6 separate regions of the Mus musculus genome follow, and regions 1, 2, 4, 5 and 6 are each linked to region 3. A link is a contact called in public ChIA-PET, HiChIP or PLAC-seq and promoter capture Hi-C data. All regions are on one chromosome and are shown on one strand. Each heading gives the region's core, a stretch centred on a gene start, on an enhancer-like site or on the middle of the called end of the contact. The rest is flanking DNA. Distances are from core to core; before and after follow the strand shown. Region 1 holds the start of Colgalt1 (collagen beta(1-O)galactosyltransferase 1). Region 2 holds the start of Fam32a (family with sequence similarity 32, member A). Region 3 holds the start of Zfp617 (zinc finger protein 617). Region 4 holds the start of Pgls (6-phosphogluconolactonase). Region 5 holds the start of Mvb12a (multivesicular body subunit 12A). Region 6 holds the start of Hsh2d (hematopoietic SH2 domain containing).

Evidence for each region. ChIA-PET counts read pairs in DNA pulled down with a chosen protein or histone mark. HiChIP or PLAC-seq counts read pairs in DNA pulled down with a chosen protein or histone mark. Capture Hi-C pulls out chosen DNA fragments and counts their contacts.
Region 1: an RNA polymerase II ChIA-PET map of memory CD8 T cells shows a contact between it and region 3, with 12 read pairs. The contact joins the promoter of Colgalt1 here to the promoter of Zfp617 in region 3. A contact is called at or near these places in 3 of 39 promoter capture datasets (the C10 cell line, the SN4741 cell line and cranial neural crest) and 1 of 115 datasets of contacts at active chromatin or transcription factors (memory CD8 T cells).
Region 2: an H3K4me3 HiChIP or PLAC-seq map of intestinal villus epithelium shows a contact between it and region 3, with 8 read pairs. The contact joins the promoter of Fam32a here to the promoter of Zfp617 in region 3. A contact is called at or near these places in 8 of 39 promoter capture datasets (the C10 cell line, the HPC-7 cell line, cranial neural crest and 4 more), 5 of 484 Hi-C or Micro-C datasets (embryonic stem cells, erythroblasts, liver and 2 more), 7 of 115 datasets of contacts at active chromatin or transcription factors (bone marrow-derived dendritic cells, embryonic stem cells, epiblast stem cells and 3 more) and 3 of 9 other capture datasets (adipose tissue, liver and pancreatic islet).
Region 4: a promoter capture Hi-C map of adipose tissue shows a contact between it and region 3. The contact joins the promoter of Pgls here to the promoter of Zfp617 in region 3. A contact is called at or near these places in 1 of 484 Hi-C or Micro-C datasets (embryonic stem cells) and 2 of 9 other capture datasets (adipose tissue and pancreatic islet).
Region 5: a promoter capture Hi-C map of liver shows a contact between it and region 3. The contact joins the promoter of Mvb12a here to the promoter of Zfp617 in region 3. A contact is called at or near these places in 1 of 39 promoter capture datasets (pre-B cells), 1 of 484 Hi-C or Micro-C datasets (nephron progenitors) and 1 of 9 other capture datasets (liver).
Region 6: a promoter capture Hi-C map of adipose tissue shows a contact between it and region 3. The contact joins the promoter of Hsh2d here to the promoter of Zfp617 in region 3. A contact is called at or near these places in 4 of 39 promoter capture datasets (the C10 cell line, the HPC-7 cell line, cranial neural crest and 1 more), 2 of 115 datasets of contacts at active chromatin or transcription factors (effector CD8 T cells and stem cell-derived neural progenitor cells) and 1 of 9 other capture datasets (adipose tissue).

What each region holds. Positions count from the first base shown.
Region 1 is chr8:71,609,506-71,612,600 of GRCm38.p6, reverse strand. Colgalt1 (collagen beta(1-O)galactosyltransferase 1) reads right to left here and starts at 1,577. Exons shown (of 12, transcript NM_146211.3): 1 at 1,157-1,577; 2 at 407-517. The coding sequence starts at 1,401.
Region 2 is chr8:72,217,919-72,221,131 of GRCm38.p6, reverse strand. Fam32a (family with sequence similarity 32, member A) reads right to left here and starts at 1,387. Exons shown (of 4, transcript NM_026455.5): 1 at 1,272-1,387; 2 at 1,050-1,191. The coding sequence starts at 1,345.
Region 3 is chr8:71,921,434-71,924,629 of GRCm38.p6, reverse strand. Zfp617 (zinc finger protein 617) reads right to left here and starts at 1,805. Exons shown (of 4, transcript NM_133358.3): 1 at 1,658-1,805. The coding sequence starts at 1,660.
Region 4 is chr8:71,590,585-71,593,760 of GRCm38.p6, reverse strand. Pgls (6-phosphogluconolactonase) reads right to left here and starts at 1,577. Exons shown (of 5, transcript NM_025396.3): 1 at 1,257-1,577. The coding sequence starts at 1,544.
Region 5 is chr8:71,541,175-71,544,214 of GRCm38.p6, reverse strand. It overlaps Mvb12a (multivesicular body subunit 12A), which reads right to left and starts at 1,285. Exons shown (of 9, transcript NM_028617.2): 1 at 1,158-1,285; 2 at 984-1,082; 3 at 732-828. The coding sequence starts at 1,241.
Region 6 is chr8:72,188,158-72,191,087 of GRCm38.p6, reverse strand. Hsh2d (hematopoietic SH2 domain containing) reads right to left here and starts at 1,420. Exons shown (of 6, transcript NM_197944.1): 1 at 1,401-1,420.

The DNA of each region.
Region 1 (3,095 bases), core at 328-2,827, 310 kb after region 3:
CTGTCCTACAGGTTCTGAGCCTGATGCAGTAGTGCTGGGTGATTCTAGCACTCAGGAGACTGAGACAGGAGGCTGGCAACTGCCTCAGTCTGAACTACACAATAAGACAGGCTGGCAACTGGCCTCAGTCTGAACTATACAGTAAGACAGGCTTATCAGGAAGTTAAACAGGAGAGTGGATGCTGGCAAGACCCTAGACACAGCAGTAGGTAGCCACCAGACACAAAGGAATTCAGCCACAAAGGTGTGGCAGCTGTGTCCAAAGTTGCACAATGGAGTGAAGGACAACGGGACAAAGGTCTGCTGAGAGGATAGGGACCTGGTGGGGAAGCTGACGATAGAACTGGAGCATTCTAGATCCTACCTTCCCAAGCTTCAGTACTCCAGTCGGGGATTTGAGGCTCACCTGGGTTCCTCTGCCGGTCGCCACTCCACAGAGTGGTATAAACCCTTCACTGCCACCAGCCACTCTCGAAGTATGGCTGAAGTGTTGTCAGTGTTGTGATCTGTGGCCACCCTGTGAGCACAGACAGGACAAGATGATGGCACTGGGGGTTTCCCAACCTGGCTCAGACCCATCAGCTATAACACCCTGGATAAAACTCGCTACACTCCAAGCCTGTTGCCCATCCATCGGTGACAGGGGAGTAAAGATGACACCCAGCTCACTAGTACACAACTGAACAGAACCTGCTGGTTTGGAAAGCACATTGGTGTGAGACCCTGTCACAAAGATAAGTTCATTAACTTTGTTAGCGTGGAATGCTGGCCCGAGCCTCAGGAATCTTATCTGGAAGTCCCGGAGTTCGCTATAAGGGTCTGGAAGCACCAGCCTGGCCCATTCTAAGGAGTCAGAGGTTCTAGGATGGTAGCTCGCTGTGAGGGCTGGCAGCAAATCAGAACAGATTCCTAAGTACCTGAGGGGAGGAGGCAGCAGCTTGGGGTCCCAAGCCGCAGTGGGGACGAGCCCGGGCACTATGGATATAGAGCCGAGCCCCCTCAAGTGCGTAATCCCTGGGGTACATAACTCAGGTCCTCAGAAAGAGGACCGAGTCTCCGCAGCGCACAGCCGAGCCCAAGTGCATAGCAACCTCCCTCCGGTAGAGACTTGAGTCCCGCCTAGTCCCGGTGCACCGCGCAAGGGCCCGCAGCTCACCACAGCGCCGTGCGCTCCCGTGGGTGGCGCAGCTGCTCCAGGGCGCCCAGCGTGGCGGGCAGCGCGGGTGCCGCGTTCCGCGCCAGCAGCGCGATGAGCACGCGCGGCGCCTGTAGCGGGGACTCGGGGCTCCAGCGCTCCTCTGGAAAGTAGCCGTCCGCGCCGCGCGGGCCGCCCAGCGGCGGCAGCAGTAGGAGCAGTGGCAGCAGCGGCAGCCCGCGTGACCCGCGTGGCAACGCCGCCATCGCGCCACGCGTCGCCTTTAAGCAGCTTTTCTGCCGGGGGACGAGGGCCGCGCCTTAAAGGAGTCGGCGGCGGGAAGGACACATCCAGGTCCCACCCCTGACACGCTCCTTAAAGGGAAGTGGCCCGCGGGTCATACTGTGAGTCCTGGAGAGAGGCATGACAAGGCTACGCCTTTAAAAGCTTCCACTGCTTTCCGCCGACCGCAATAACCCGGTCACAAGACGTCACTTGCGGGGAGGTTCCGGAAGCCCCGCCCCTAGCTCGAGCTTTAAAGACACAGACAGTTCTTTGACCACGCCCTGAGAGTGTTCTGTTTTGGAGCCCTCTAATCTCACGCGGTGGCTCTTTACAGAAGCTTCTTCTATTTAGAACCATGTCATCTCAGTTTCCAAGGTTGCGACATGGTTATTTTTGTTTGTTCGTTGCTCCATTTAAGAAGCCATCGAGCCGGGCAGTGGTGGCCCACGCCTTTAATCCCAACACTTGGGAGGCAGAGGCAGGCGGATTTCTGAGGTCATGGCCAGCCTGGTCCACAGAGTGAGTTCCAGGACAGCCAGGGCTACACAGAGAAAGCCTGTCTCGAAAAATCATTAAAAAAAAAAAAAGCCAGCGAAATGGCTCAGTGGGTAAAATCGCTTGCTACCATGTCTGAGGATCCAGAATCCTCAGTCCCCAAATTGTATTGCCCTCTGGCCTTCTTAAAAATGGCTTGTGTGGGGCTGGTGAGATGGCTCAGCGGGTAAGAGCACCCGACTGCTCTTCCGAAGGTCCAGAGTTCAAATCCCAGCAACCACATGGTGGCTCACAACCATCCGTAACAAGATCTGACTCCCTCTTCTGGTGTGTCTGAAGACAGCTACAGTGTACTATTGTTATAATAACAAATAAATCTTAAAAAAAAAAATGGCTTGTGTGCGCCCCTTCCTGCTCTTACTGTTGTTTTCATTTTCTGTGTTTCAGTGTTTTGCCTACATGTACGGCTGTATAACGTGTGTGTGTGTGTGTGTGTGTGTGTGTCCCTGTTCTCCAAGGAGGTTAAAAGAGGGCATCAACTCCTCTAGAACTGGAGTTGCGGATAGTTGTCAACCACTGTGTGGTGTTGGAAATAGAACACCACTCAGGTCTGAGCACCTTTACCTACAGAACCATCCCACTAGCCCATTTCTCCTGGTTTGTTTTTAAAACAGGTTCTTACTCGGCAAGCTCACTCTATAAATTCACAGCTATACTTCTGCTTCATTCTCCTGTGTTCTGGGACAGGCATATACCACCAGGCCAGCAGACTGGTAAAATCCACATAGATTTTCCTACTCTGGTCCCTAGCCTCTAGAGGACCCTAGGGTCCACAAGACATCTCCTGATAGGTTATTTCTCCACCACTGGTGAAATGAGCCAATTTATGCCAGATTCGATTATATTAAAGATGGGTAGTTTTACTGGGGAGCTGCACTCGCTGACTGGCCCCAAGGATTGAGTGACATCACGGTGGGGGAAGGGAGAATGAGAAAGGGTGTGTACAACCACCACCCACAATGTCCTTCTGTAAAAGGAGTGATTCCCATTTGAACCCAGTTGAGTAGGTTTTCTGGAGACACTGATCATGTTTCCATGGGAACTCTTCCAGGCTTTTTTGTTTTGTTCTGTTTTTCTGAAACAGGGTCTCTCTGTGTAGCTCTGGCTGTCCTGGAACTCA
Region 2 (3,213 bases), core at 138-2,637, 300 kb before region 3:
TCTGGCAGCACAGCACAAGAAGACAACACACTCATACACATAAATAAAAATTTCCAACGGTCTTCCACCCAGGGCTGGAGAGATGGCTCAGAGGTTAAGAGCACTGACTGCTCTCTTAGAGGTCCTGAGTTCAAGTCCCAGCCCACATGGTGGCTCACAACCATCTATAATGAGGCCTGGTGCCCTCTTCTGGTTTGCAGGCATATATGCAGGCAGAACACTGCATACATAATAAATAAAGTCTTCCACTCAGGACCAGAGCTACCAACGACAGCAGGAAGGGGTGGCAGACCCTAGGGGACTCTAGTTTGTATCAAGTTGTCCAATTAGGGTGCCCAGAAGGGCCACAAGACCGTAGCCAGCCAGCCCATGTCGTTATTCAATTGCAGAGGCAAAAAAACAAAACAAAACACTCCACTGAAGTACAGGCTATACCAGACCAGAGAACACAATTGGCTGGGAGACAGCAAGGTGACCCACACATCCCAGAAACTCTGTGGGAGTTCCAATACATAATTGATGCCCTTTGTTAGATGGAGAAGGTGCCTTCCTGGGTTTTCTCAACAGGGATATCACATTGTAACACTGCATCCTAGAAGTTCAAGTCTACAGAGATAGTGCCAGGACAACCAAGGCTACATAAAGAAACCTGTCTCAAAGCAAACTAAACAAACAAACAAACACCCAAAATAACTAGTATGGCCTTGTGGGCCATGCTAGCCTCTCCAGGAACTAAAAAGCTGAGGCAGTAGTTCAGGGCCAACTGCAGCCTACATAGAGAGTTACAGAAGAGCCTGGGTTCCATCCACACACACACACAACCTTCAAATAACAAAAGTACATTTGAAGCTAGGAAAGCGAGTTGTCATGGAAACAGACTTTGTGGTAACTTAAGAACAATGAACTTGGCTAGCATTAAGAGCTGATGACATCTGTCTTCCCAGTTCACAAGAAGACCACTTTAGGCAGGGCTACCAGGCTACCAGGAGTTGGGAGAAGGCCTGGGCTACACGGGCAGTTGGAGCCGGCCTGTTCTGCCCCTGCCTCACCCGCTTCTCCTGCATCTTTTCGAAGGCTGCCTGCGCCGGCGTGCGCTTGTCCAGGCAGCGCCTTTTCTCCTCCTCGCTCTTCTTGCTCGTCCCCATGGCCTCCAGCATCTTGGCCTTGTCTTTGTCTTTCTTCTTCTTCTTCCTGAGAGAGAGGGGGACGGTAAGAGGGGCCGGAGCTGGGGGTCGGCCCTCAGGGACAGACCGCGGGCTCCCGGGCCTCACCGCTTTGTCACGCCGAGCTCTGCCACGCCTTTCAGCTTCAGGGGGCCCTTCTGGACTTGCTCGTAGGCCTCCATAGCGCTCGCAAGCCGTGCCCCGGGAACTCCGCCACACTTCCTGTTTGCATACAGTACTTCCGGCCGAAACCCTCCTCGCTTCCTTCTGATTGGTCAGCTAGGACGCACGCGTCCTCAGGGTTCAGAGTAAGTGCACACTTCCGGTCTCGGGTAGTCTTGGCAACTGTCCAACAACATAGCTCGCCTAAAGACACACTTCGTATTTGGGCGTCCATTTCTGACTTTATGGGCATCCACTTTTGCTTTGTGGCATTATTTACTTAATTACTTTTTTTCCAATTTAGAAAATTACAATTACCCAGAACTCCAGAGACAGAGACAGGAGGATCTCTGGATCTCTGGATTCAGCGTGTTTTATGTAGTGACTTCAGGTCAGCCAGAACTAAAGACTGTGTCTCGAAATAAGTAATAAGAAAGAATAAATCTGGGGCTGGTGAGATGGCTCAGTGGGTAAGAGCACCCGACTGCTCTTCCGAAGGTCCAGAGTTCAAATCCCAGCAACCACATGGTGGCTCACAACCATCCGTAACAAGATCTGACTCCCTCTTCTGGTGTGTCTGAAGACAGCTACAATGTACTTACATATAATAATAAATAAATCTTAAAAAAAAAAAGAAAGAATAAATCTTTAAAATTACATTAAAAGTTAGTTACCTGTATACGTGTATGTGAGTGTGTGTACACACGTGCCAGAGCACACGTGGAGTACAGAGGACACTTTGCAGTACTCTCAGGCCTTATGCTGTGGGTTCCTGGGAATCAGACTGATGTGGTCATATTTATAGACGAAGATCCTTTGTCTGCTGAGTCATCTCAATGGTCACAATTATTTTTCTGTGAGTTTGAGGGCAGAAGTGTCATGACACTAAATGAGTCTGATAAACGTGGAATTTGCTGTGTAGACTGCTCTGACCTCTAGCTTGCTGCAGTTCTGACTGAGCATGCAGAAAACTGGAACTGCAGGTGTGTGCCACTGCCCTAGCTTGTCTTGTTGATGTTTTATAGAGGACAGGCTTGCTATGTAGCAGATGATTAAACTGTCTTTTTGGTTGTTTGTTTGTTTTGAGACAGGGTCTCACTGTGTAGCCTTGGCTGTCCTTGTACTCCTTATGTAGGCTATGCTGTTGTGAATTCAGGGATATCCACCTGCCTCTGCCTCCCAAGGGCTGAGTTTAAAGGTGCGTGCCACCATGCCCAGCAACCTTACTTCCCAACTACTGGGATCACAGATGTGCTGGGATTTTTTTTTTTCTATAGCAATTTTGGGGAGTGGGGAGGTTACATTTATTTATTTGTGTGCTGTGTAGAGCAAGTAGAGGTCAGAGCACAACTGTGGGAGCTGCTTTGCTCCTTCCACTGTGTGTCCAGGGAATCAGGCCCCTACTGCTGTTCTGTGAGAGGCTCTCTCTGTGTGCGAGGCTCTCCTTACACAGCCCCGAAGCTTGTGACTCCCTTAGTTCTGGATGTTAAGCCTGAGCCACTACACCAGGCTCACTTATTATTCTATATCTGATGGCTATTCTTGGTTTACAGCTTGACTACATCTTGAATTAAATAAAACTCAATAAAAGTGTTGATTTTTTTCTAAGTAAATCATTTAAAATGGGAAGATCCAATTTTAATCCAGATCATTTGAGATGGAAAAATCCACTTTTAATTTGGGACACACTTTTTTCTGGCAGCTGATGCATGTTTGCCCTAGCTTTTTATAGTGCATTCTGTACTTTCACTGACATTAGAGCCTGCTTCTTTGGGATTCCAGCATATACTGAAGACCAGCCAAGACATTTAGCATTGTGGAGTAAACAATTATTGAATTGTCGGACTCTAGCTGGACCATAGCTTGGGAACCACCCTAGCTTCCATGG
Region 3 (3,196 bases), core at 556-3,055:
TTCCTATCCCTCAGGGAAGTTCTTATTCTAGTGTGTTTGTAAGGGGAGCTTGGTTTTATACCTGACTAGTTATGCACATCTGGTTTGGGTTCCTGTAGTGCCTATGAAAAGAGGGAGGGAGGGAGCGAGCCCTATGATTTATACAATTTTAATGTAAAATTCTTTATTTGAAAGGAGGAAAGAAGTAATTAAATGTCTTGACAAATTGAAAAATATCAATTAATGGGGTGCAAAGACAATAAAATAGAAGGAAAATATCTGCAATACAAGAATCGAGAAAGATGAGTGTGCTCAGTATAAACTAAACCATCACATCAGTAAAGATGGAAAAATTACTAAAACATTTAAACCACATGTAAAGAAAGACATAGCCACTTGATAATTAATAGTCAAATAAATACTAAGTGGATCCCACTATATACCATGAGGACAAAGTTCAGTCAATTAAATAATATTAAGTGCTGATCACAGAAAAGTTACTCAGGAATAAAATTTGATATAGAGTTGAGACTGTAGCTCAGTTGGTATACGGTAGATACTTGTCTAGAATGCATGAGGCCCTGGGTTTAAATTTCAGAGCTGCAAAACCAGGAGCTAGTGATGTGCTCATAGAATCCCAGCACTTGGAAGGTAGTCATAAGACTATCAGAAACTCAAAGTCAAGCTTGGCTGTAAACTAAGTTTATCAACAGCCTAGGATATGTAAGATCTAGTCTCAAACAAAACAAAAACAAACAAACAACAAAGCAAAACAACAAAAAAAATCCAAAACAAAGAAACCGATACGTTTGCAATTCACTATGATTTGAACTTGACCACGACTTAAAGTCCAGTCGTTTCCAAAAAAACTTTTATTACTGGAAAAAGGAGCAGAGGTAAGAGCAGTATTTAACCCAAGAGTAAAAGATAAACTTGAAAACCCTCAAGTACCATACTCACAGAGATGACGAAAATTGAAAAGTTCTTCCTCCGACCTTAAGTCAGAAGGGATAAAGATAGTCTCGTCATACTCTATAAAGGGATAATCTACCAAGAGGATATTACAATCCTAAATGCGGGAGCCGCATGTACCCATGGAAAAGAACTGTGACTGTCCCCTGAGAAGTTCCCTCACATCTCGGTATGTCTCAGTTTTCCCAGGTTCACTTCCATTAATCTCTGCGCTTAAGATCTATATTAGACATGTTTCTCGGGCCTGGAGAGATAACTCGGTGTGTAAGAGTGCTCGCTGAGCAAGGGTGAGAACCCGAGTTCAAATAAAAAACACCCAAGTAAATGCCAGGCATGGGGACAGAGCCCGGAGGATCGCTGGAGCTTGCTAGCAGGCAGCCTAGCCACAGGTTCAGTAAGAAACCCTGTCTCACAGGAATAAGGCGGGCCGTGACAAAGCAGGACACCGGGTGACCTCCCCTGGCCTCCGTGCATGGCGGGGCGTAAATTCTCACTCGCAAGAATTGTCTCCTAAACTTCCAGCTCGGCTCCACATCATCCAGCCTCGGAATCCCGCTTTCGACTGACTTTCCCTAAGGGGAAAAGCAGCTTTTCTGGAGCCGCAGGCGACAGTGCGCAGCCGCCCTTCGTCCCCCGGCGCAGCACCGGGATCCCGCCGCCCGGGACCAAGGGCGCCGCGCACAGCCCCGCCACTCGCCTGGCTCACCATGTCTGTGCCCAGGCCTGCCGCGGCTCCACAGAGGCTCCGGAACAGGCACTCACACGGCCGCGGAGGCTCAGCAACTTGGACTTCCTCAGCTGAGAGCTGTGAGGAGGGAAGCGCCAGCAAGAAAGATGGCGGGTGAGGAACTTCCGCTCCTCCCGCCGGCGCTGCTGATTGGCCAGCTCACACACTGGTGTCTGTACCGGGAGTTTCCGGCGGACCTCCCGACCTTTCCTAGGGTATGGCGTCATACAGCCAAGGACGCTAAACCGTCCGGGACTCCCACAGTTGGTTACTGAGAACCGCCCGGAAGGGAGATGGCGGACAAGGCGCTGCCTCTCGGCACCCTACCTGCCGCTCCTTTGGCCCTTATTGCTGGGCCCACAGATCCAGTCTCCGAAGCCTAAGTGACAGAATAAATTTATTCTCCCTCTTACTGACACAACCACTCCCTCTCCTGTCAACAACACTAATGAGATTCATTGGGACACACAAAGACATAAAAGATGAAAGAATTCGAGAGGGACAAGAGCAGGTAAAGGTCTGTGTGTGTATGAATATAAACAAGATACATGAATGAAAATGTTATATTGAAACTTTTCGTGTAATTAATACACGCTAATGACAACATTAAAAAAACTGTACTTTCCAGCAATTAAAAAAAAGCTTCAGCAGCTCTTCCACAAAGGACATTCTTTTTAGAAATGAGGTTTATTATAAAGTGCCTCAAGCCATGCTCAGCCCTGTAGGTGGAAGTGACATTAGACAGAAACAGTACAATTTATGCAGCTCTAAAAATAGGGCCTTAAGCCGGGTGTGGTGGTGCACACCTTTAGTCCCAGAACTCGGGGGGGGGGGGCAGAGGCAGGCGGATTTCTAAGTTCGAGGCCAGCCTGGTCTACAAAGTGAGTTCCAGGACAGCCAGGGCTATACAGAGAAACCCCGTCTCGAAAAAACCAACAACAACAACAACAACAAAAAACCAACCAACCAACCAACCAACCAACAAAAAAGGCCTTAAAAGAAGGGGCAGGGGGCCAGGCGTGGTGGTGCACGCCTTTAATTCCAGCACTTGGGAGGCAGAGGCAGGCAGATTTCTGAGTTCGAGGCCAGACTGGTCTACAAAGTGAGTTCCAGGACAGCCAGAGCTATACAGGGAAACCTTGTCTCGAGAAAAAAAAAAAAAAAAAAAAAGAAGGGGCAGGCTTCCATTCGAAGCCTGGCAGGCGGGTCTGGGAGGAGGTGATGTGGGGAAGGAGGTAGAGGAGATGAGGGGCAGGCAGAGGTGGACAGACTAACCTTGAGAAGGGGAGGGGAGAGCAGAAGAGCCTGAGATACAGCTTTCATTGTCTGGACCAAATCCCAGAGCTATCTATCTTCCTAAGGTGTCTCAGACTACTCCCCAGAACAAATAAAAAGGTCTGATTTTTTAAAAAATTACCTTTTAGGGGGCAGGAACTTTCATATCACTTGATATGTTTCAGCATAGTGTACCTGAACGGGAGCAAGGACGAGCCAGGTACTATTGAGAACTGTCACAGC
Region 4 (3,176 bases), core at 328-2,827, 330 kb after region 3:
GAGATGGGGGTGCTGGGGACTCTGTTAACCAACAATGCTCAGGGCGCTGGGGACCCTGGAGAACAGAGGAGCACAGGGCTCCAGACTGAAGGCCATAGGAAGGTGAGCCAGGAAGGCAAAGGAGAACTGGCCGCTGAGTCCACTCTACATGGCTCCTGTCTCAGCCCATTGGGCAAGACACCTACTGCTCAAAGTGTCAACAGATTCCTGGTGATGAAATCCTGCTTCCTTCAAAGACCCAGCTGTTAACCAGGTCACCTCAGAGGGGCCTACTTAGGGGTCTTAGCTTTATTTTTCTTGAGTGGGCTGCATCAAAATAAGTCTCACGTTGCACAGGCTAGCCTCGAACTGGGTAGCTGGGAATGACCTTGAACTCCCGATCCTCCAGCCTCTACTTCCTCATTGCTGGGAAGACAGGGGTGCACCATCATTCCTGGTTTATATGACACTGGAAATGAAGCCTGGACCTTAAGCATTCTAGGCAAGCACAATATCAACTGAGCTACAAGTACCCTACCAACTGAGCCTTGTGCTAGTACACACAGCCAGTTCAGTGAAGTTCTTGGGCAGGCATCGTGTTCAAAGTGGTGCAGTTTCAGGTCCCTAGATGAGGGTCAAGGCGACATGAATCTTCTGTTTCCCCACCTGTAAGTAAGTGTAATGGCCCTTCCTCCCCTGCTTCAGACCCATGACACTGGACCAGCTTCCCCTAGGAGGTGGTGGCAGTCATCCAAGTGTGCTCAGAGCTCAATCCTCCATGCCTCAGTTTCCCTGTGTGTGACGCAGGGACCTCTGTAACCTATAGGGCGCCTTGTGGCCATCATACCCCAGGCTGCTGGGAGGCGATGGCCAACGGCTCTTGTTAAAGAAAACTGAGACCCAACACACCCTGGACACTAGAGGCAGGCTGAGTGCACAAACAGCCATGACCCACGAGGCCCCACAGCCAAGGTACGGCCCTTAGGAAGATACGGGGGACGGAGGCCCGTCAGGCTGCACTTGGATGGACATCACTGCGCATCCAGCAAGACCCCGTGGGGCCCGGAGCCCGCGGGTAGGCGTTGAAGCAGATCCTTGCGTTTCCTAGGCAGGCTGAGCCAGTTCGGCGTGGCCCGCGCTTCCTCGGCGGACTGAGCCGACTCCGCGTGGCCCACGGCGGCCCTTGTATCTTGAGTTTCCACGGTAGGCTGAGCCAGCTCGGCGTGGCCCACGGCGGCCCCCGTAGCCCGTACGGTGCGCGCCCCCGCAGCGCTCACCCGGTAGAGGCCGTACGTGCTCTCGGCGTGGTCGAAGGGCACGAGGCGCTCGTCGCAGAAGCCGAGCGTCCAGCGCGCAAAGCTGGCTGGTCCAGCGGGAGCGGCGGCGGCGGGCAGGTCTCGGGCTAGCATGGAGACCAGGCTGCCGCCTGACAGACCAAGCGCGAAGCGGCCACGGTCCCCTTCCAGGCAGCTCGCGGCCCGCTGCGCCACCAGCTGCGCCAGCGACGCGCCCAGCTCTTGCGGGCTGGAGAAGACCGAGATGAGACTGGGCGCGGGTGCTGCCATGGCGGTGGGGAGGCGGCGGCGCTCCCGGCAGAGGCCAGTACGCCAGTGCGCCTGCGCGACGGCCGCGCTGCCATGGGTCCGAGCACTTTGAGCCAAGGTCGTGGCGCATGTGCAGTTGCACAAAAGAAGCGTCGCCGGGGCCGGGCTAGCGGGTGGTTCCCGAAACCGCAGTGCTCCGCAGGGCTTTGAGGTGGGTAGTGGGCGGGCAGTCCCCGGCGCTTCCCTGGGCGAGACACGCCTTGCTGGCCCGGTTTCTCGCATTTTATTTAGTTTTTAAGCTGGAGTCTAGTAGCTCCGACTGGCCTCACGCTCCTGATCGTTCTTGATTGGAGTGCTGGGGTGACCGGAGTGCCACAGCACTCTTGAGCGTTTTTCAGGGTGCGGTCGGAAGCACAGAGTGCGCCAGCTGCAGCGTGATAAGGTCAGTAAGCTCTCAGGTGGCAAGGACAGGAGGCTAGCCGGGAGTTAGAGGCTGTGACGTCCCCATGCCTGCACGGCTCTCCCCACATTCGCCTATCTCGGCCAGTCGCCCCTTCTCTGTTACTCCAGCGGATGCGGCAGTTTGTAAGGTCTTCTGCTCACAGCTGTCTGCGGCAGAAAGAGGATTCCTCAAGACAACCGCCACACGACAGTTGAACATCTGCATTTGAATGTGAAACTGCCCCGGTTCTTGTGCTTGAGCCGGTGGCTCCCAGTCGCCCGTGCTATTTTAGGAAAATACAGAACCTTTAGGACTGTTAAGAGCCTTGACCCAAGTAGATCAGTCAGAAGGTGACAGCTGTTTCCACCACAAAGACCCAATTAAACCCCCTCTGGTTCCTCTCTCTTAATTTTCTCCCGCATGTATATCTTTGAACCAAGTGCATGCAGAGGCCAGGAGAGGGCATGGGATGCCCTGGAACTGTTAGATGGTTGTGGTCCTCTGTGTGGAAGGAGGGTAAAAAGCCGAACCGGTGATCTTAACCCCTGAGCCACTGCACCCTCCTGAACTCGAGAGAGCTCCAAAATCCAAGCAGTCAGTCACTGTGTCGGTACTGAACCCAGGGCCTTCTGCATGCTAAGCCCAGGCTAGACCATTGGCTGGACCCCAATCCTAAACCTACAGCCTTTCTGAGTGCCCATGTGAGGCTGCAAGTGGCAAGTTATACAGTGTGAAACACTGCAAGAACTTTGTTGTTATTCAAGACATGCTGCTGCTGCTGCTGCTGCCCTGACTGTCCTGGAACTCTGTGGACCAGGCTGTCCTCCAACTCACAGAGACCTGCCTGCCTCTCCTTCCCAAGTGCTGGGATTAAAGGCATGTGCCTTTGAACACATTTTAAAACCTTTTATCGTTTGTGAATTTAACATCATGCCCCCTAACCTCTCTCACCGCCCCCCTTCAGCTCATAACTTCCCACACCCTTGTCACCCTCCCAGTAGAGAAAATGCTCATGGAAGCTGTAGTGTGTCAGTGTGTCCCACAGTATAACCTGATGTTCACACTTCTTTGCTTGCAAATGTTCATTGCAATGACTTGGTCTGCTACAAGGTCTCTGGCTACTGCTACACTATCAATACTGAACCGTCAATGGGACTGTCTTGGATATCCTGTTGTTGCCCTGTGTCATAGAGGTCATTGTACTTTTGGAT
Region 5 (3,040 bases), core at 36-2,535, 380 kb after region 3:
TCCCCCCAAACCAATTAAACACTAAGTCAAGAGACAGCTGCAAAAGGAGGATAGGAGAATTTGTGGACGCCTCCTCTGTCTGCACACTGACCTGACCCTCTGCACGGCAGCCTGCCAGCGGTCACTAAAGACACCGAGAGAACCAAGCACCATCGGGGAGGCGGGCAGCTGGGTCAGGCAGGGGAGAAGGGAGAGGGGAGGCTGAGCTATGCAGAGAACAGGGGAAGCCAGTTCCAGGTGGACTCGCAGTGCAAGAGCCTGGAAAGGAAAAGAGAATGGCCAGGAGGACTCACTCCGCCACAGAAGCAGAGGACAAGCAGCAGGGACCAGTGGCAGTGAGGAAGAGGGTGGGTATGCCAAAGACATCTGGGGTGGTTGTTGTTTGTTTAGGGGCGGGGTTTCATGTAGTGACAGGTATGCCCCACTATGCTCAAATTCTTAGGAAGAGCTGAGGCAAGGTCTCATTCTGTAGCCCAGGCTGGATACAAAGCTGCCTCAGCCTGAATGCTAAGACAGGTATGTGTCAACTATTTAATTCTGGAGTAGTGGGTTGAGATAAAGGCCTCACTCTGTAGCCTAGGCTGGCCTTGAACTCGCCACCATCCTCCTGCCTCAGCTTCCGGAGCTCTGCATTTACAGGTTGTGCCTTCCTGCTCAGCTAAGTCCTATTCCAAACATACACTAGCAGCCGTTCCCTGTGCCTGCCGCTCTCCCGTGCCCACGGATCTTACTGATATCCTGAGGGTCGTTGACTGCAGAGAAGCCTGACGGCAGTGGGCCCTTGTCCATCACGATCTGCATGTCCACTACCACATTGTCCTGAGGGTTCTGGGAGCACGAGAGGGGGCAGGTGGAAGGGGGCAGTCAGAGGGGAGGGGAAAGGTCAACGGTATGAGCAGTAAGGGTGGGAGAGAGTTGGAGAAGGGTCGAGGATGGCAGGGCGAGGGGCGGGGCAAACTCAGGCTCAGGCCACCCGTGCTCACCTCCGGGATGCCCAGCGTGCTCAGGCACAGGAAGTAGCCGGCTTTCTGCGCGAAGCCTCGGCCGAAGCTGGCCGTCCCGCCCTCCACGGTGCAGGTGATCTGCGGGACGCACAGGTCATCGGACTTCGTCCCCTTCCTGGCCCGTCCCCGCAACCCTTGCGCGCTCCCACTTACCGCGCTGAAACCCGGCGGCGGCGGCGCCGAGGCCGACGACCAAACCAAGCCAGCAAGCGGCGCCGAGTCCGTCCCGGGATCCATCCTTCCTGGGAGCTCAGAAGGCAGCTACAGCCCTCGGAGGGACCGGAACCTCGGACTACAACTCCCAGAACACCTTTGAAAGTGCTCCGCAAAGCAGCTAGTACGCATGCGCAAGCACTGCTGACCAGTCCAAAGTAACCGTGGAGACCCGCCCTCTGGACGCTTAAGATACGTTTGCGGAAAAAAGATTAGAACTCCCGCCCCTAAATCACTACCCAGTGTGCGGAGGGGGCGTTCACTTTCCGGACGGGACTACATTCCCCAGAATGCTGTGCGGCATCACCCTGTGACTCCTGCCTTCTGCAAGGAAACTTAACTGGTCTGGAGAGGAGGCCTGGTAGATATAGCCTGTCATTTCAGGGACTTAAAGAGGCGCATACAAGATGGTGAAAAAACCATACGAGATAGTTAGACTGATAACCAGTCTAATTAAGCCAATTAAAACTAAACGAGTAGCCGGGCATGGTGGCGCACGCCTTTAATCCCAACACTTGGGAGGCAGAGGCAGGCAGATTTCTGAGTTCAAGGCCAGCCTGGTCTACAGAGTGAGTTCCAGGACAGCCAAGGCTACACAGAGAAACCCTGTCTCGAAAACACCAAAAACACCAAACAAACAAACAAACAAACAAAAAAACCTACACGAGTCCTTTAATAATAGCCACATGTAGAGTAGCCAGAGCTTAGGGGTACAGCATTTTTAAAAGCAAAACACTTAAGAACCACAATTGTATCATTATCAGGGTCTTGAGTAACCTTGTAACATCCGTCTTTTTTGCAGAGATTGCAGTATTTTCCAGACACAAGACAATTATTTATGATTTACACTTCCTGTAGTTATTTTAGGTTTAGGTTTTAGCTAACACAAACATTGTCGTTAATACATCTAGACATGGTCAGGGACAAGGATAGTCCCCAGACTGTTGCCAAGACAGGTGTGGCTATTAGTGCGTGGGAGACTGAGAGTGTCTAGGCAGACACAAGTCAGTCAGAACAAGAAAGTGATGCCTTAATCATTTCTATTGCAGGAATTCGAGGTCTACCTGGGCTACAGGATACCCTGCTTTAAACAAACAGACAACAAACAAACCCCAACAAAACAAAAAAAATACTTTAAATACTAGCAAAAAGGAAATGAACCAAAAAAAGAAAAAAATAGAGTAGAAAGAAGAAGTTTGAAACACTTTCTGTTCTAGGATTTTGACCAAAGAGATCATTGTGGCTATGCAGCTGTTGACTTAAATAACAAATAATATCGCCCTGGAGGCCAGTTCACTAGCAAGCTAGGGGTTTCGTTGTTGTTCTGGTTATTTTTGTTTGTTTTGGTCGGTTGGTTTTTGAGGCAGGGTCTCTCAGGTAGCCCTGGATAGCCTAGAACTCACTATGTAGACTAGGCTAGCCTGCAACTCACAGAGATCTACCTGCCTCTGTAAGCTTTATGGTTCTTTTAGAGTGAGGGACCCTCTTTCCTATGGGCCTGCAGGTGGAATGTGGAGCTTCCACCCACGAGTACTACTTTAGCACTCCCCTGCAGGGTCCGACCCACACCCTGGGGTATATTCTCATTTATGTATTTGTTACTATTTTTAAATTTTGTTTTGATTCTTTGTGAATCTCACATCATACACCCTAATCCTGGGGTTCTGAGTTTTGCCCAACCCCACAGTTGGGATGTGAAAATTTTTCTTGGGCAGGTGGAATACAGAGATGCTAGACTGCGTTTGCCCTGAGCTGCTATCCGATGCTGGGCTGGAGGGAAGCAACAATACACTGCTCTGGGGGTGGGAAATCACAGTGTAGGA
Region 6 (2,930 bases), core at 171-2,670, 270 kb before region 3:
TATTTAATTGCTTTTTGTTTTCAAAAAAGATTTTAATTTTTATTTATGTGTATGTGTGTGCCTCTCTGTGTGTGAGAATGTGTGTGAGTGTAATAGCCATGTGTATGCAGGTACTACTGGAGGCCAGAAGAGGGCGTTGGATCCCTGGAGCCAGATTTACAGGGGCCATTAAGCTTATGCAGGCACTGGGAACTAAACTCAGCAACTCTGCAAGAGCAGTGTACACTCTTAACTGCCGACTCTCCAGCCTCATTCTAATATTTAAAAATTTTGAATGTGTATGGGGGGGGTGACCATGTGTACAGACACGTGTGTGTGCAGCTGTGTGTGTAGGCCTGCAGCTGACACTGGCTCTTCCTCACTTACTCTTCACTGTATGGATTGAAACAGTCTTTGAATGAAGGTTGGCTGCCTTGCCGAGTGTGACTAGACAACGTCCCTAGGAGGGTCTCCCACTGCCTCCTTTCTCTTCTTTTTTTTTTTTTTTTTTTTTGTCTTTGTTTTTTTTCAAGACGGGTTTTCTTTGTAAAGCCCTGGCTGTCCGGGGAACTTGCTCTATAGACCAGGCTGGCCTTGAACTCAGAGATCCCCCTGCCTCTGCCTCTGCCTCTGGAGTGCACCACCCACTTCAGTTTACTTCCCCTTTTTATTTCATTATTCACTGTGCTTCACAGGCAGAGACAGGCACATGTTTGCCACAGTGCTCTAGTTCTGACCGTGTTCAAGCACATTGGAGTCTAGGCCTCCAGGAGTGCAACAGACAATCCTGTCCAGGCTATCACCTACCAACATGTCTCCCAGAGTGTAGCACCATCATGAAGCAGATACACGTGTCTCTAAAGTACAGCTGAACCCAGCTACATGCTACACAGAAAGGTCTCAATGTTTATTCTCTTTCTACTTCAGAACACTCCTACAAGTCTTTCAAGACTCAATACAAATGTCCCTTCCTCCAGCCAGCTTCCCTGCCTCCCCTGCTCAAACAAAACCCTGGCCACAGTCCCACCCTCTCCCGGAGCTTCTCAGTTAAATTCCTTCCTTTCTCTGGCAGCTCCAGTAAAACCCCGTGGGGCCGGAGGGGCTTTACCTCTCTCTGCCTTCCCCTCGTGGTTTTCTTGGAACACTTGGTTTCTATGAATCAGGTCTCACCATGTAGCTAGCTGAAACCAGCCTCAAACGTGTACAGCCTGCCTCGGCCTCCAAAGCGCTGCAATGACTTGTGTGGAGAGCCATGCCAGAGTTTAGCCCTTGCAATGCTTTCCTCCTCTGGTAAACCCTTCTCTCATCTTCTAGCACCACTACACCCAGTGCTGAAGTCCCAGAGCCTCTGAAGCTGGGGCATGTTGGGATGCAGGGATGCCAGGATTCTGGATGCAGGGTGCAGGATGTAGGATGCATACCTTGGACAGCTTGGGTTGTGTTCCGAAGGGCTCTTGAGCTGGCTTGAGCTGGAGTTTAAGTTTCGGTTCAGGGTCCACACGTCAGAGGGGCAGGGCCAGGAGCCTCAGTCAGTTCCTGTTTCCTCCAGCAGGTGAACAGGGTGGGACCAGAATAACTCTCAAGGCTTGAGTCTGAGGCTGGAGTTGTTCTTGCCAAGCCTTGCTCAGTACTTACTCTCTACCAACTCTATGGAATCGCTGAGACAGCTGCCGCCCTGCTTCCCAATATTGGTATTCTTCTAGTTTTTTTCCCCCTTGAGATACAGCTTTATGCACCCCAATTGGGGTGCTGAAGTAGACTCTTGCCTCGACCTCAGGGTTTACCATCATGCCAAGATTATGCATTGCTGGGGATGGAACCCAGGGCTTCATGCTTGCTAAGTGAGCTACAATCACTTTACCTACTGAGCTACAAGCACTCTACCTACTGAGCTAGATTCCCAGCCTCTTAACAGCAACCTTGAAGTAGTCATAGGTCAGGAAATGGGCATATGGCAATCAGAGAGTGAAAGGCAACAAGTAGGAGAGGCTGCTTGGGGGGGACAGGATACAGGAACAGTATGCATATACAGGACAGGGAACTGCATATGCCCCAGACATGAAGGAGACATGAAAGGACAGACTTGCTGCACACACAACACCTATCATACCTTCCTTTGCAAAACTCATTTGAAATATCATTCTACAGTCATGTTGCCCTCTAGGCCAACATCAAAGCAAGATGGCTTGGGTCTGTAGTTGCAGTACTCAGTAGCCTGAGGCAGGAGGATTTGGGGTTCCAGGCTAGCCTGGGCTAACATAGGGACATTCAAACTCAATATCCAAACTAAACCAAAGCAAGAAAGCAAGCAAGCAAGCAAACAAACAAACAAACAAAACAAACTGGAGTAAACCATAGAGTCCATCTATCTTATTCTGGTTTTTTTCTCCCTTCTGTTTTTTATTTTTCTAAAACAGGATCTCACAGCATCCTGGCTGGCCTGGAATCCACAGAACACTGAGGATGATGTTGCATCTCTGCTCTTCCTGTCTCTATCTCCTGGGTGCTGGGATCATAGAGGTGTCTGTATTTTCTGCGATACTGGGATGGGACCCAGGAGTTCTTTCACCATATGTGAGTACCCTGCCAACTGAGCTGCAGACCCAGTCCATGCCTGATTTTTCTTCTGATTTTAAAATGAACTACAATGTATGTGCACACTCTGGGTCCTGGGTGATGTGTCCCTGTACCTAACAGGCATAGCTGACTTGGCTGTAAGCTTCCTGGCCCACCCCTTCTTGCCTCTGCACCCAGTGCATTTCCGTCTTGCCTCTGCACCCAGTGCATTTCCACCTATCCTGGGTCTTTGGAATGAACACTTTCTAGGATAGAGTTGGTGCCTCTCTGACCCCTGCTCCTCTCCAGGGTGGCATAGGCTTGGGAGTTTCTGGGCTGCAAAGGTCCAACAGTGGAGGAAACCAGTGTAGGCTCTGATGATAGACCCACTTAAG